Regions from separate parts of the Arabidopsis thaliana genome. Here region 1 is linked to region 2. Evidence: chromatin contacts called from public capture Hi-C data. All regions are on one chromosome and are shown on one strand. The core of a region is the stretch at or near the end of the contact, and the rest is flanking DNA. Distances in the headings are between cores, read along the strand shown.

Region 1 (4,370 bases), core at 43-2,542, 420 kb after region 2:
GATTCACATAAAATTTTTAAGAACTAATATGATTATGTGGTAAATTTTTATGAAGAAATATCATCAAATAAAGTAAAAATAAAAAGTAAGATTTGATTTGAGTTTTATCTTTATCTTACTACATAACAAAATAACAAAAGGTTATATAAGTCATTTACTAAAATCTCTATTAGGCAAAAAGTTGTATTAGAGAGGAAAGAGAAAAGTGTCTATTTCTCATATGTTTAAAAAAACTACCTATTTTGCAAATTATTTGTAGAAAAAGTGTCTACTTTCCAACTTATCTCTATTATAAAAGCCCCGATCAAAGTGCAGATATCAACAAAAATAAAATTGTGGAATGGGTGTATATATTTTTGTTGCAATATCTTTTATGTAATGCATTTGCAACATCTTTTACCTATACTTCTCGTGTTTGTGTGTTTACTCTCTTTTATGTCAAGAAGTGAATGTGTCAATCTCGTAACATAAGTCTCTATTTATAATTCATCGACATCTTATTATATAGCTTTTTCTCAAGTTCAAAATTGCAAAAGAGAGGAGCATGAGAAAAAAATGTCGCGTTAACGACACCAATGTCGAGAAGTTTTCAAAATCTCAATGATGACTCTGCAATGGAACAGTTTGCTACACGCCTCTCAACAAAATAGGGTAATTTGGCATCGCAAAACTGAAACACTCTATCTTTACGAAACTACATTTTTTCTTTCACTTAAATATTTGTGAGGCCCAAATTCTCTATAGTATTCCCTTTTGGTTGTTATGTTCTTAAAGAAGAAGATAATATATCGTGTATATTAGGGTGATAGCATGATAATTTAAAAATAAATTTTCACCAAAGAGATAAACTCTGTTTTGTCAAATTTCAAGTCTAATTCCTCCTCGTGACTTGGAAGTCTTTTAAGTACACAAAGGAAAGCAAAGGGGAACGATAACTAATCCTAGAAACAAGGAACACAATTAACAAAGTGGGAATATGGAGACGTGGAGCTTGATCTCCTAAATCTAAGGAACGCACTTATCAATTCTTCTTTTCTCTTTGACCATGGTTCAATCATGGTTAAGCACTTATCATAGGGATTATAGCTTATAGGTTTGTTCCTCATATGTATGTACCGCTAAATCGTTCAACTCGTGTCATACCCAAGAAACAAATCATTACAACTTGAAAGAAACCTAGTAGGCCATAGAAGGCCCATAATACATATCTTACGTAGACGAATTATCATCTACTACATTCAAGAGCACAGGGCATAAAAAATGAACCCCCACTATCACTGTCACCGACACCTATCTCTCTCACTCACTTTCTCAGCTCCTCTCTCTTTGGTTCGTTACTTCGTTACATATGCAAACTATTCACGTGCAGCACGTGATAAAGAAAGCTAGTGGCACCTAGACTAACCTTTAAGACTTGAGCTCCGTTCTTGAGCCACGAGCCTCGTCGGAGACATCGGATCCAACAGTATATTCTTGAAGAAGGTTCTTGGGTTCTTATCTGCACGCGTTTCCATGCCCTCAATAATAATACTCAAAACTTATACGTTACTTTAGTTAGAGGTCTCCGTAGCACTTCCTTGATAAAAGGCCATTTTGATATCACCTTGTTCATAAGTTATGAATCATAACTTTAACACACATAAAATATTTAATTTTGATATACTTTTTTATTATATAAGGTGTTTGTCGTCGATTGCACCGTGAGTAATTAAAAAATATATAGTATACTAGAGAAAAAGAAGAAAAAAAGTATACTAAAGAAGGGTAACGGTTAACAGAAGCGAACTACTAGCCTCACGAACATCTATCGGTCCCGAAATTTTTATAGTTGTTCGAGAAAGCGCTAGCCGCTAAATAGGTAATGACTCTCCGTTTAGTGTCTAAAACGTTTAGTCAAAATTTAGGCGATTTTAAGCGGTTTTAGAATAAAACAATACATAATTATATTTTACTACACAAAATGATGAAAATTTGTTGTAAAAAACTAAAAATTATCAAAGTTTTGAAACTACATTTAAATTTAACATTTTAAACTAAAGTAAAATAAAATAATAAAAATATAGGTATCTTTAAACACAATTTTAAATATATTTTTTAAAAAATTTTAAAATATTAAATATATTTAGATGCGCCTACCCCGCCTAAATCCACCAAATGAACATCTGATCCGCTTAATATCCGTATAATCCATCAAATTTACTTGACAAAACCGATTTCAAAAAGGTCGAAACGGTACAAAGGCGCCTATTACCTACGGGACGCCTAAACGGCCGTCTAACCCGCTTTCTTTAATACTGAGTAATACTATAAACAAAAATCTCTTCTAATTTTTTCTTTGCAAAAGACCTATTTGTGTGGCAGTTTTCCAATTTGTTTATTGATATTTATTCTTTACTTTTTGGCTCTTTAACTCAACTTCATAGTAGTTTTTAGGTCGTTTGTATAACAATGCTTCAAATTGTGTTCCAATAATAATAGTATATATATGGATCCACCACCAACGAGTGGCATTCAATTTTGTTCATATCACCGGAAAACATAAATGGAACTCAACTCTACTCAGACATCGTATTTATAAATCGAAACATGATTAGTTGTCACTAGTAACTGTGTATGGGACGAACCAAATAAATATGTTTTTTAGTGTTTCTAGAAATTAAAGTTAAACAAAATTGGAAGTGCTAAATGTATGTGATAGAGCTGGAAAAGGGGAAGCCACATTGCGAGATAAGTCCCGCTTTCCCAGGGACTTCTGTCACCACCGACACATTTTTAGACCATTTTAAAACAAATTATTCCAATATAAAAGTAAGAATTTTGTCCCCAAAAAAATGTAATTACATAGCCAAAACAAATGTTATTTTGTACTGCCAAAAATCTCAGGAATGAAAGTAGATAGTAAATATTAGGCATGGTATTAAAAACAAAATCGTTTTCTTGAACCAAACCAAACCGAGATTTGAAGGTTTTGGGTTTAGAATTGGTTAATAGGAAAGGTAAAAAAGGAAGTTGAGAGGTTCCACATAATATCCGAACCCAAGCACCCGATCCGAATCCGATCCGAAAAACCTGATCGGAATTCGAACCTGAAATTTTAAAATATACAAACGGATTCTATACTTCAAAACACGAAAACCAGAACCCGAATCCGATCCAAACCGATATCCGAACATATCAATAAAATATTTTTAGATATTTAATACATTTTTTAAATAAATTTGGGTAAAAAGTGTTCAACGTTTTAAATATCTTGTGTATTTTCGAGTAGTCTGGATCGATTTGGGTATAATATTTGATTATTGAGAACTTCGTATAATCCAAACCCAATCCGAACCCGAAATCAAGAATTACTCGAACGGGTTCTATACCTCTAAATCTAAAAATTTAAAATATCCGATCCGAAACCGGAATGCCAACCCTTAGTTGAAACTAACATTTAATGGTAATTAAACTAGGGAGGTAATATTTTCAAAAATTTACAAATCCAGACATATATAAATCCAAAAGTTGGTCTACTACATTCTCAATTACTTACCCAATTTAATACGGCCATAAATTTCATCACAAGTTTTTTGATGCTTTTTTCATCAATAGAGTAACATTTGTTTTTTTTTGGAATTTAGTTACATATTAACTTTCAAGTGTAACCGTTCTCCTAAATTCAAAAACCAAATGAAGTAAAAGACTAAACAAAAACAAAAAAAAAGAAGACCTCAAAAGCTAAATTTAATTACAAAAGAGCCACCAAAAGTAAAAAACCAAACCCACTTTTCACTCATCATCAACACCAACTTTTTCTTCATCGCCACCACTCACCGCCGTAAAACTCTCCGACAATCTCGTCGAATTCCGACAAAACCCATCACCATAACTCTCTCTTTCCTCCGCCGCCGCCACAACAAAATGCCCTAAATCTCCGACCACTTCAATCAAATTCTCTTCACATAGAAACTCCTCACTGTACACTCTCTCAATCTTTCTCCCAAACTCATGTACAAGAACATCAGTCTTCTTCGTCTTCGTCCCAAAATCTTTACTTTTTGCTAAAACCGCAGAAGTAAAGATCGGAGCCATCCTTCCCGGAGAATCAGAAGCATACCCACGAGGCCCATCAATCAAAATCACATCCCAATCAATCTCATAAACAAAATTAGGCAAATCGTTAATACCCAATTTACAATCAGAGAACAAAAGATTCTGAACGGGTCTACACTCGGGTCGGGTCTTGTAATAACCAAGAAGCTTCTTAGCTTGAGAGACTTTAGTTGAGTAAACAACCTCGTAAGCTTCAACTCCAGGGTTACTCTGTTCGAATTTAGAAACAGAGTAAGGACTCTCATCAACGAAAACAGTACGGCCTTGGAAGTTGA
Region 2 (4,340 bases), core at 1,616-4,115:
AAACCGTGATCTTAGCTTTAAAGCTGAGGATCGTGCAGAGAATATTCGTAGAGTTGGTGAGCTTTAATCTCTTTAATCCAATATTGGTTGTTGTTGTTAGCTTTATCTTTTTGACAATGTGTTGTTAATTGCTCTGTTTAGGAGAGGTTGCTAAGCTTTTTGCGGATGCTGGAATAATCTGCATTGCGAGTTTGATATCTCCTTATAGAACAGATAGGGACGCTTGTCGAAGTTTGCTCCCCGAGGGAGATTTTGTTGAGGTATTGACAACTAAGAGCTTGGTTTTGTTGTCTCTTTATAATACTGAAGTTTTCAAGATTTGAGTAAAAGTTTGTTTTGATCAAATAGGTGTTCATGGATGTACCGCTTAGTGTTTGCGAGGCGAGGGATCCAAAGGGTCTTTACAAGCTTGCTCGTGCAGGAAAGATCAAAGGTATCTCTAGAAATGCGGTTGGTAATTGTATGACCTATCAATGAGACAACCCCAAATGACATTATAGTTTGATGTGTTTCTTCAGGTTTTACCGGGATCGATGACCCTTACGAGCCACCATTGAACTGCGAGGTAAATGTCAATAATATTGGAAAACAGAATTGGATGCTTTGGTTTTTGATCTTGATGCTGAGCTTTTTTGGTGTCATTCACTTGTCTTACCTTTTGTTCTATTTTCTTTTTGTCATGTGAAGATTTCTCTAGGACGTGAAGGAGGAACTTCTCCTATCGAAATGGCGGAAAAGGTCGTCGGATACTTAGATAACAAGGGTTATCTTCAAGCATAACATACTTCTAGATACACAAATTTGTTATCTCACGGTCTTAGTTCTATTTTACGAGCCAAAGTATAAAAGTAAGCAAATCCATGGCTGTTTTATGGAATCACAAGTTCGACAAAATAAATATAAATCTCATAATTTTTCTTGTCCCTTTTTTTTTGTATCATAAATCTTGATGTTATGGTTCTGTATATAATATGTGTGAAATAAGGTTAAGCCTACTAACCATTTTATATGATCTATAATACAATATACTTTGTATGCACTAATGAAACCAAGACTTCATGGCTTATCCAAAATTAGGGACAAAATGGTTGTGATGTTCATGTAGCGTGTACGTTTTGGGGGTCGTTGGAGTGCTTTTTGCAAGTCAAACACATTTTGTTTTTTCTGGCTGTACATAGAGTCATTCTTCTTACGGAAGACGGCAACATCTCAATGTTTTTTATTCAGTCTCAATGATTTGACCTTAACCAGGTTGGACCACTACTAACATAGCCAGGTCAAACACGTTTTAGAGCTTTTTATGGATTTGTTTCTAGTCATTTCAACTAAGAAATTGTTACTTGATTTCTAATAGTTTTTTCAAGTCATTACTCTCGAGAATTAGGGATGATGGACAACAACAGGATACCCTAGAATTATTGGATGTCCCAATCAAGATTCCGATCCGTCCAAATACTTATACTCTCTATGATTCCACACAAAACATCATGATATTCGTGGGTATCCAGAATCGTAAAAAAAAAAAAAAATACTGAAAAATAAAAGTGAATATGCACAAAATAGCCAAATTTTTAAAGACAATGAACAAACTTAGGGCCTGACTGGTTTAAACGCAGTGGGTGCGGTTGCGGTTGCGGGAGTTTGCGGAAACGGACGGTTGCGGTTTTAAGCGTTATCAAGCGTTTTGAACGACTGGTTGAGCGTTTGATAATGAGTGCGTTTGCGGGAGTTTTATGACTGGTAAACCAGCAGGTGCGATAGTAATTAAATAAAAAACCAAAATAAATATAATATATTACTATTAAAAGAAAGAAAAATACAATATATTATTATGATAAATTGATAATATTAGAAAAATTAAACATGCTTAATAATTAAAACCATAAATAAAATATTAAATTCAAAAATAAATAAATTTTGTAAGAAAAAACTTAATACTTTATGCATTTGGTACATCACCAAAAATTGCATCAAGTAGTGTGATAAACTGTAAATAACGTTGAACTCGCGGGTTTTCCGGATTGCCTCTATACATATGATAAAGTTTCTTCAAGATATCCAAACGATTTTTAACACATCTCCAACTCAAATTTTTTTCATAGTCGCAGCAATACGGTCGAGCGTCGAGTCTGCTGGATTTTGTTTACGCTTTCTGTTCCTGCTTACATTTTTCACTTGAGTGTGTGTGGAAGATCTCTCTTGTGATGCAAATGGCGGATCCGAGTTAGCTGAAGTTGGAGAATTTTCCATCGGGGTTTGTGACATCCAATCTGGGGTTGGTGGTCTCATATGATCACGTTCACGATTTTGCATCAGATCTTCTCTCTCATCTCCATTATTGTTTGGACATTCACTGTCGCTTAAGTCCAGTACTGGAGCACGACGATGTACACCACGTCTTGGTTGCCATGACTCTTCAACGACAACAGTTTCATCTCGGAAGACTACATCAAGAAGTGGTATAAACCGCAGTGGATGCGACCGAAGTTTAGCAGCTTCAGGATAAGCCCAATAAACCAAAAACAAAAGCCAATCAAAATAAGAATATAAAATAAGAAATTAACATATACATATGTGATAACATACCTTAATTTTATCTTTCCACCAATGATCAGGGGCATCAAGACTTCCTGTCCTTTGATTAGTTCCGAGACCAGTTGACCCAAAAAATGATTTTACGATAGATTTCGTATTGCTTCTTTAAAGTATCAAGTCTGTTCTTAACTTTGTTCCAATTTAAGGTTATTGGAAATCGTTTTTTAAATTTCACAAGAACATTTTCTTTTCCTTTCTCAATCAAACTTTTGCCTCTATAATTTCCAGCTTGTTTCTCTAGGGTTATCAGTTCTAACAAGAAACGGGTCATCTCGTCTGACCAAATGATTTTCTAATTGAGAAAACAAATCGAAACATGTATTCAATTAAAAAACTAAAAAAAAATACAAAATAAAAAAAACAACGATGCCATGAAATACTCAGAGAATTACACTAGCTAATGAATGGATAGATCATACTTACGTTTGATTCTTGATTTTGATTTTAATTTTCCTCTGTTTGGGTGGATGCCATAATTGAGAGAATAGGGTTACAATATATTGATTAGGGTTTTCTAATAAGAATAAGATATATAGGGTTTGGGTGAAAGACATGATTATTTTAATTAATTAAAAAATAATAAAAAAATTTAACCTAACCGCTACCGCCCGCAACCGCAAACGCTTGCGGGAATGAGCTTTTGAAATCTGGCGATTTCGAGCGGTCCAAAGCGGTATCGAGCGGTTTCTATGATTGGTGCCAATCGCTAACAACCGCTACCACCCGCAAACGCTGCGTTTGCGGGTGGCAGAGGGAGAACTAATCAAGCCCTAACTATATGTTAGATTAACTTGTCGGAAACATGTTGGAAAATACGTGTAATTACTTAAATATCCACAAAAATCTTTCTCTCTGCTATTTTCTTAATTTATATATTTTATTTGGCTATTCAATAATATTACCTATCTATTAAATCAAAAATAAAACTAAATTATAATTTATATAGTAAATGTTTCCAAATTGTTTTTTATAATTACTTTAGAGCATATATTATTGAGGTAAGCATTTGGAAACTCTATTCTTTCACCAAAAGTGTGGATTAGTATGGATTGGTCACCAAAATATTAATACAAAAATGATAGAATCTTTATTTTGTAGTGAACCACTTGCTTTAGGATCGGACTTCAGATACCAGAAAGTTTCTTGATCCAAACCAAACATAGGAGAACGTAACTTTATATTTTTAAAAAGCCAGTAAGATAGTGATATTTCTTCCATTGATATAAGTCGAATTACTCATTCAGTTTTGATAAGATATTCATGGTGCACAAATTATCTAATAATTTAGGACAAGATAACTAAGATTTTTTTTTGCCATTAATCTTATCCAAGTGAATGAATCTTAAGTATCCTAACCCTAAAATCATCAATCCAAACTAACAAATCTACCCTAAGTCCCAAGTTGGAAAACTACACACTTGCTTAATATTGGAAGGAGAAGCTAGTAGAATGGAAGAAGACATCATAAATCACATAATGAAAGATGAGATAAGAAATGTTTCTAGATTGGCAGAGGGATATGATCACCATCTTGTTCATGTTTTTACAAATACTAGGGCGAAACCCGCGCCAAGCCGCGGGCTTTTTTCTTTAATATAATTTATTAAATGTTATTTGTCATGATTCATAATATATGTAGAACAAAAAGATTCATTACAAAAAGTGATTGGGAACACAATGCATTTGTTAATTTTTTTTAGTAAGATCTATATAGTCTTTATAAGTTTTGGAAGCTAATATTTTGC

The links. Capture Hi-C pulls out chosen DNA fragments and counts their contacts.
Region 1: a capture Hi-C map of seedling shows a contact between it and region 2, with 2.1 times the contacts expected there. The contact joins the promoter of AT2G06445 here to the promoter of AT2G14755 in region 2. A contact is called at or near these places in 1 of 26 Hi-C or Micro-C datasets (root) and 1 of 3 other capture datasets (seedling).

What each region holds. Positions count from the first base shown.
Region 1 is chr2:6,740,021-6,744,390 of TAIR10.1, forward strand. AT2G06445 (a long non-coding RNA gene) reads left to right here and starts at 1,293. Exons shown (of 1, transcript NR_140144.1): 1 at 1,293-1,535. AT2G15440 (polysaccharide biosynthesis protein (DUF579)) reads right to left here. Exons shown (of 1, transcript NM_127104.3): 1 at 3,508-4,370. The coding sequence ends at 3,772.
Region 2 is chr2:6,314,722-6,319,061 of TAIR10.1, forward strand. AT2G14755 (Myb/SANT-like DNA-binding domain protein) reads right to left here and starts at 2,866. Exons shown (of 2, transcript NM_001335437.1): 1 at 2,680-2,866; 2 at 2,023-2,495. The coding sequence starts at 2,866. The coding sequence ends at 2,086. It overlaps APK (APS kinase), which reads left to right. Exons shown (of 7, transcript NM_127039.4): 3 at 1-56; 4 at 142-260; 5 at 349-433; 6 at 519-565; 7 at 688-1,326. The coding sequence ends at 780.